2 separate regions of the Neogale vison genome follow, and region 2 is linked to region 1. The links are chromatin contacts, called in public Hi-C maps. All regions are on one chromosome and are shown on one strand. The core of a region is the stretch at or near the end of the contact, and the rest is flanking DNA. Distances in the headings are between cores, read along the strand shown.

What was found. A called contact is a pair of places that touch in the nucleus more often than the background predicts.
Region 2: a contact with region 1 is called in a Hi-C map of fibroblasts, with 8 times the contacts expected there. The contact joins the promoter of GJA1 here to the enhancer-like site in region 1. A contact is called at or near these places in 2 of 3 Hi-C or Micro-C datasets (fibroblasts and muscle).

What each region holds. Positions count from the first base shown.
Region 1 is chr1:78,520,876-78,524,515 of ASM_NN_V1, forward strand. No RefSeq gene overlaps it. Among named protein-coding and RNA genes, the nearest start is that of HSF2, 430 kb to the left of the region's middle. Within about 2 kb of position 1,781, the one cell type or tissue checked has open chromatin away from gene starts, as enhancers often do. A contact at or near this core is called in fibroblasts, where this site is marked.
Region 2 is chr1:78,977,961-78,981,600 of ASM_NN_V1, forward strand. GJA1 (gap junction alpha-1 protein) reads right to left here and starts at 2,066. Exons shown (of 2, transcript XM_044249718.1): 1 at 1,870-2,066.

The sequences.
Region 1 (3,640 bases), core at 531-3,030:
TTGTTGCCAGAGATATCTGACAATTTTAATTCAGATATTAATACTCTGATTTATCTTTATAGATTCGGGTCCCATAAAAACTAAGGATGGAGTTCATAACTGAAATGTCTCTAAATATAATTCCTAAAAAATAATTAAATCTGCTGAAATATTTAGGTATGAGAAATTTTTGGAGAAAAAAATGTAGCAAAAATGTGCCTGTGTCATAGCACAGCAACCTCATATTTAGCAATATTTCTCCTCAGTTAAGCTGATCTCTTAGCAAATTATTTTAAATTACTCCCAAGAATTTGAGTATGTGCTATTAGTTGGAATGATATTGGTGCAAAGTTGAGAAAATCATTCCTGTCACTGTTTTGAAAACTTTACCTAAGGAAGAATTAGATAAATTCTAAATTTTTAAGGTTTGAAAATGAATTCTACCACAAGTTCAAACTCAAGAGGGAAACACTTTAAGTGTATAATTAATATGTTATTAGCAAATATTTAGTATAAAAACATCATACTTAAAAAAACCAAACACCAAAAAAACTCACTTTGTGTCTATTATAGGTGGAAAAATATTGGCTATAAGTATACCTTGAAACTTTTACTGTGAATAAGGAAATTTTACTACATATTCGGCTTGCCTTTATATAAGTAGTTAAACTCTAAATAATTATGTAGTTATAAATAAAGTTACATGACATATTAAGTTCTGTAAAGGGAAAAAACATGATTCTGTGTAGGTACATATAGCCCCCCAAATTTGCTTGTAAATGGTTTGGCTCTTAAACATAATTTCTCACAGAAAAATATTTCAAATTATAGCCTCCTCCCACCTGAAACCACTGAATGTATAATTAAGTTGAATCGTGGTTATTATATTTGACACAGTGCTCTGAGTACATGGAGGAAGAAGGCAGAGAACACACATTTACTTCTTTCCTGTCTATAGGGCTGACTGTGGATGAAATTTGGGCATAGGCAATGTACACTGGGACTCTTTGACTTTGTATTTGTTCCTCTTCATCTGAATATTGCTTGTTGATCAGTTTTTTGAATATGCTATACTCATTTGCTTTTTTAAACTATGCTCGTTGTCACACTACCCTACATCCACCTACCTCCCAAAGTACTCGGCTCAAAATTATCTCCCTCCCCAATTGTCCCTACTGCAGCGCCTAGCACATAGAAGAAAGACACTGAATAATCATTCATGGAAAGAATAAATGAAATAAGAGACAGAGAAAGTAAAGAAGTAAAGAGATAGCTTTAGCTCTAGCTGATCCTTTTATCTTATAGCCTCCACTTTCCCTACATTTATGTTCTCAGCTAGTTTCCAAGTTTCATAGAGTAGCTCTGCCAAATGGCTCGCTGGGAGGCAGGGGCTGGCATTTCAACGTGAAGGCGGGGTGGGAGGACAGCAGTGTGGATATGTAGATTTTTAGATTCGGTGTCAATGAATTTTAAATAGTGAGGTTGTAGGACTCAAAAGGCCATTATGAATCAGAACAAAACAAAGTAAACACAGAGTTGTCACGTGGCACAACAATTCTAGACTTGCTCCATATATGTTCCTGTGCCGGGTCTGAAAGCTGTCACAGTTCCCTCCTACCCAACACGGAGAGAGGCCCAATCAAACAGTCTATCTACAGTGTTCCCGCTGTGTAACTGCAGTTTAGAGTCAACAAAGCTCAGTGCTAAGTGTGGCTGCTGCGGTAATTCATGGGCGAGGTGCCTCCTTAGGCCTTTCCTGTGCTGCATACCTATCTTATTGCTAAGCTGCTTCTGGTTAAAAATTCATGCACATGCTCTTGTATGGTCAAAAGGAGACTTCCTGTGAACAGAACTCACTCAAGTCCTGACTTGGGCACATGGCCGGCTCCTGGCCAAAATGTGCCTACCAAGCCCCTAACAAATGAATCATGAATCTGGGTGACTGCAGAGACAAATGTTTACCATGGAACGATAACAAAAAAGTCTGGGCTTTTTGCCATTTAGGGGGAAAAAACATAAAAACTTTCTTATCCTTTCCTGGATAGAGCTCTAAGAAGGTACAGTGCTCTCAATTCAGTCTTTGGATGGCATATTGACAAAAAATGAGACTTCTTATAGGTTCACAATGAAATTATATATACATATATGAAGAAGTGATTTTTCTGTCTTGTGGTGACTCATTTGCTTTACCATTGAAACAGAGTAGGATAATGTTTTATAATTTTATTCTTTCCTATTATATCCCCTCATTGTCTAAGGCTATAGAGCAAACAGCCTGTGTTATTACTCACTGAGCACCAAGAATGAAGTCAGAGTTAGATAATTTTTAAGAACACGGGCCTTTGTAGTCAGGCAGAGTGGTTTTCAATTCCAGCTGTGCCACTGTCTGGTTGTGTGACTTCTAGCAGAGTTATTTAAACATCTTTCTCTGTGTTACAATCATTGCAATTAGACAACATGTGTTAAGCACTTAGAACAGTGCCTGGAACGGATTAAGTGCTCAATAAATGTTATTCGATGATTATTTGTTTACTGGTATTATTCCTAAAATTACTAATAGGAAAAATTTCCCCTACAAGCATTATAGCCAAAGAGCCAAAAATACATAGCAATAGCATTATGCCCTGCTAAACTAGATTTATTTGTTCATCTAAGAGAAGCCTTGAGAAGAAGTCTTTTAAGTTAACTATTTGTTTATTACTTACTTTTTCTTGGCTTAGGATCTTATTCTACTCTGTGCTTTTATCAACCCTTCTCACTATGCCTGGTGCATAAAATAATACTTTATAAAATGGAGTTAAGGCAAATAAGAGCTCCAAGACAATAGAATATCTAGTGTGATTATATATTCTATTCCAGAGAGAGAAAATTAAGAAAAAAAGCTTTGGAATTTTTATGAATAGTTTATTATTGATATTCTATGTTATGTATGTACATACATATATAGACGACCCTTGTCTTTGGGACTGGAATGTGTAACTTAGATATGCTCATCTTTCCTTCTGGCTAGCAGAATACTTTTCCTTCAACTGCAGTTTGCTTTTATTTGGCTCTCTGGGAAGCTGACAAGCTGTGTGATGTTCCCATGTTCAGCATACAGAGACTTTGCAGGTTCTCTAATATCCTCATTCAGATATTCAGGGAGAAGCCGAAAACACCAAACTAGTTTCAGTGATGCTGGAAGTGTACCAGGAAATTTCCCACTGTGTAACAGAGTGGAAGTGATTTATTAAATGGGAAAATGAACTGTTGGTCAATGGAAAGTTGACAACGGATAAAAAATGTACAGTTGGAACTCATCTCTTCATGCAAAAAAAAAAAAAAAAATTTGAAAAAGGCCAGGAGAATTAAGGTGATGTGGACTACTTCTGACACAAACTTCTGACAGTCACTCTGTAAGACTATTAATATAAAATATGGTTTTCCAAATTCAAGGTTGAGTGATGAAGGAAAAGAACGACATGAAATTTTAGAAACTTAAGAGGAGATTTATTTCAGATCCTCTAAAAATATCAGTAGGGCCTCATGTAAAATTTCCTTGTAAGGTCCTCTTCTTACAGAACTTCACTTTGCAATCCAAACCTCAAGTTCAATCACAGTGTGAACTTGAGAAGAGAAAGGTAGGAAAGGAGAGATGGAAGTTGACAGTACCAAAAACACC
Region 2 (3,640 bases), core at 816-3,315, 460 kb after region 1:
TCAGGGTGAGGATGAGTACAAGGTGGGTCCGGGGAGATTATGATAAACTCTCAGAGACGCTCAGCAAACGTTGGGATACTTAAGACGTTAGTGTGAGCAATCCGCTGCTCGGAACTCAAGGTTTGAGTTTCCGAATTCTCTACCGATCTGCCTTTGGACACGTCATTAGCTCTTTCCTCATTTCATTACAGGCAGGCACCCCCCCCCCCCGGAGCTCCCCACCCCCATTCTTGGGAAGTTTCGAGAACTTCTAAGAGAGTTACAAGTGCAATATAAATAAGCACGGTAATTCCTAAAGGACTCAGATTGCCTTACCAAAGTTTACACAGTAGGATGCAGCAAGTTTAAGAGAAAAAAAGAGGGGGGAAGAGAAGGTAAATTAGATGGACACGTTTAATTTAATTAATCGTCTGCTCTTTAGCCATTTGGCACGCAGTCCATCCGCCCCTGCTCCTCTCCCCCTCCCCTTCCTTTCCAGTGGCTCCCGCGGACCTGAGCCCGATTTGGCTGGTTAAGGATTTCAGGGAAACGTAGCAAAACCTCAACAAACCCCGGGGCTCGGGCAGCGCAGGAGTCCCCGGCGAGCCCGACAGATGCTAAGATGGCAGAGGCGCCCGGAGCCCCCCCGCCCCCCCCCGCCTCCGCCTAAGCTTTCATTTTTATTTGCTTTTCAGCATTCGCCGGTGCAAATACTTCAAACCTCAGGCTCGCACCAAGAATTTAAACTAATTACTTTGGCCTGTGAAGTGTGAACAGATAAAATCCTTAACGGGCACGAAAATGCACGGCTGCTTTTCTGGCTAACAGAATGAACGTTACCAACAGGAGCATTTAAGAAACTGAACACTTTAAAATAACAAATCAATGTAATCACTGCACAAGCAGCACCCAAGCAACTCCAACCCAAAGTTGCCCTACAGTTCTGAAGTCTGTTACAGGTTCGGACAGGCGTTAAGAGGGGTCGCAGGGCGGAGGGGGGAGGCTAGCTCGCTCTAAGGCTCCGCTTAAGAAATTTTGTTCCATATTCTTTCTAAGAGTTTCAGTCTTAGGAGGCGGTTTTGGAAACGCACCCTGGCATTCACTTTTGTTCTAAACGTCTCTTCTTCCCTTCTAATGCTTTGTAAGTAACCGCCACCCATTCAAGGGATTCATCTGCTGAGTCGCCAACGTGGTCGAGTAAAAAAGGTGGCTCTCCTGAGGGTCTCGTGTTTCCATAGTGGTTGCTAACAAAATAACTACTTACTGTTGCTTTAAAAACCTCAGTATTACAACTCTGATTTTTTATCTTTTTGTTTACTGGGGGAAAATTCTAGGAAGGAACCACGTGGAAGTCAAGTAACCGCAAGGTCTTAACAAAGCACTTTGTTAAGAAGTTTGCTTGGCCGGGCTATAGAACATCAATCAGGATTTACATATGAAAAAGCAAGAAGAGTAGAATTCTATAGCAAGCAAGCTAAGCAAATTTGCACTTTGATTTTTGTGATGTTGTCAGTCAAATTCCCAACCCAGGCCCCAACCGTCCCCCCACCCCAGTCACAAAACACCTAGGCTATTATCCATTACCAGAAAAAGTAAAATTATACTCTAAAATGAAGAACCAAATAGCCAGTAAACTGGTGCTTTATTCTAATCGGAAAGGTCTGGATCTTATTTTACCTGTTGCATTCCTGTTAGAAACTTTTCAACAGTTAAGAAAGTACTGAAAGTTCAATTTGAAATTTAAAACTAGAGACACATTTTTAAGTACATCATTCTACTTACAGTATCATATCAAAGCTACAGTTAAAACATTTTAAAACTTTAGAAAACTTTTACGTGTAGAAAAAGAAACGAATAGGTAAAGTTTGTTTTGTTCTTTTTTTAACTTACTCTTTCTCTTAAAAGAAGTAGGCACGCCAAGTGATTGAACTCCTTGGAGGATGAAGTAAAATGAAAAAGCAAGTTCAGGCACTCAGACCTGTCTATTTAAAGTTTAAAAGTCTGCTGCTGTTTGGTACTTTCTTCACTCCTTCCCCCTAATGAAAGAAAAGTGCTGATACCTCGTAAAAGCTTTTTCCTAATTGGAGCACAGAGCTTTTAAAAGTTTCAAGCCACTGACTCAACAAGGAGGAGGGGCTGGGGAAGGGGAGGGGCAGAGGAAAGGCGGGGAGGAGAGTGGAGAGGAGGCCGGTGAACGTGGAAAAGTGGGGGAGAAAGACCACAGAGGAATAGCCAGGTTGAGATCAAGTTGTAGTTGAAATTTGCTGACCAGAAAAATGGAATAGCATTAGAGACGTGAATGCCATTACTTGTATTTACTCTTTATAGATAGCAATTATTGGTTTTAGTTAGTGATTGTTTCACCAAAAGTCCGGGGATAATAAAAAGTTCTGTATTTTATAATATTATAATCTTTTCCTAAATTATATATATTGCATATTTCATGTTGCAGTAAATAAAAATGGTGGAACAGAGTTTAGCCAGTGCAAACTTGTTTCATATGGGCCAACGTGTGTGAAGCTAAAGGTAGGTGTGAGTTATTTGATGATCTAATTCCTTTCCTCTTGATTTAAGTAGGGACAATTAACAAAGGAACCAGTGGGATGGGAGAAAGACATTGCAAAAATGAATTTATGTGATGGTATGCCCATCCCAAACCTACCGTTCAACCCCCCTGACTGCTTTGAATTTTTACTCTTTCCTTCAGTTTAGCAAAAACTAGATTTACATTTACACATGTATTATATATAAAAGTTTTGACTTTGAGATCATGGTATCTGACCTCTACCAAATCTTTGAGGAACTAAAAATTTATAGTATCTCTGTTCCATTCATGGCAATGCATTAAAAAATAATGCGTTTGCAGTGAATATCAGGGTTTCTTTTTGTTTTTTGTTTTTAATGAAATACCCACATGTATGTTTGCGTTAAGTGGGTCCCAAAAACTATTGACCCTCCTGGTGACTATCTCCATCTCCAAAACCAACTGCAGAGTTTTCTGACCAGTGACAGAACCGTGCATATAAATTTTATTTATGTAATTTTCCTTCACTTCTCTCTTTAGCTCTTTGCATTAGGGTTTATAATGGCTTGAGTCATGTTGCCTCATTCTTAGAGTGGGTAGCTCCTTTGAGGACTCCCTAGATGCCATACCAGAGGGCTGTGGTAGGGCAATTCCCCATAAAGAGGCTTCAGTGATGCTCCTGAAGTTGGGCAGGGAAATGTCTTGGCCCTTATTTTCTGGAAACAAAGCAAACTCATCTAGCTTGAATATTCCTCACTCTTTTCACACTAATACAAGTACCAAGAAAAAGGAGATGGCAAATATTTCCTGACAGATGGCTTTCCCTAAATATACTTTCATTAAAATGATTATGAAACACCTTTTGAAATGTTGTTATTTTAAGACCAATTTTGCTCTCAGTTGCTCGGCTATACTATTTCAAGGGTACATTTCTCTTTAAAGTCAAAGAAGGTGAATAAAGAAATAGAAATTATAATCTGACTTTCATATCTCCAAGCTCAGCAACCCGTGAATATTGTTTTGGTTTTGTATATATATCATCCTATCCTTCACATGAGTCTGTTGTGTTGTCCTAACTAAAAAATACTGTTTTCAGTTTAGAAAACATTCATGAAAATGTGATTTATTCTCTTTATT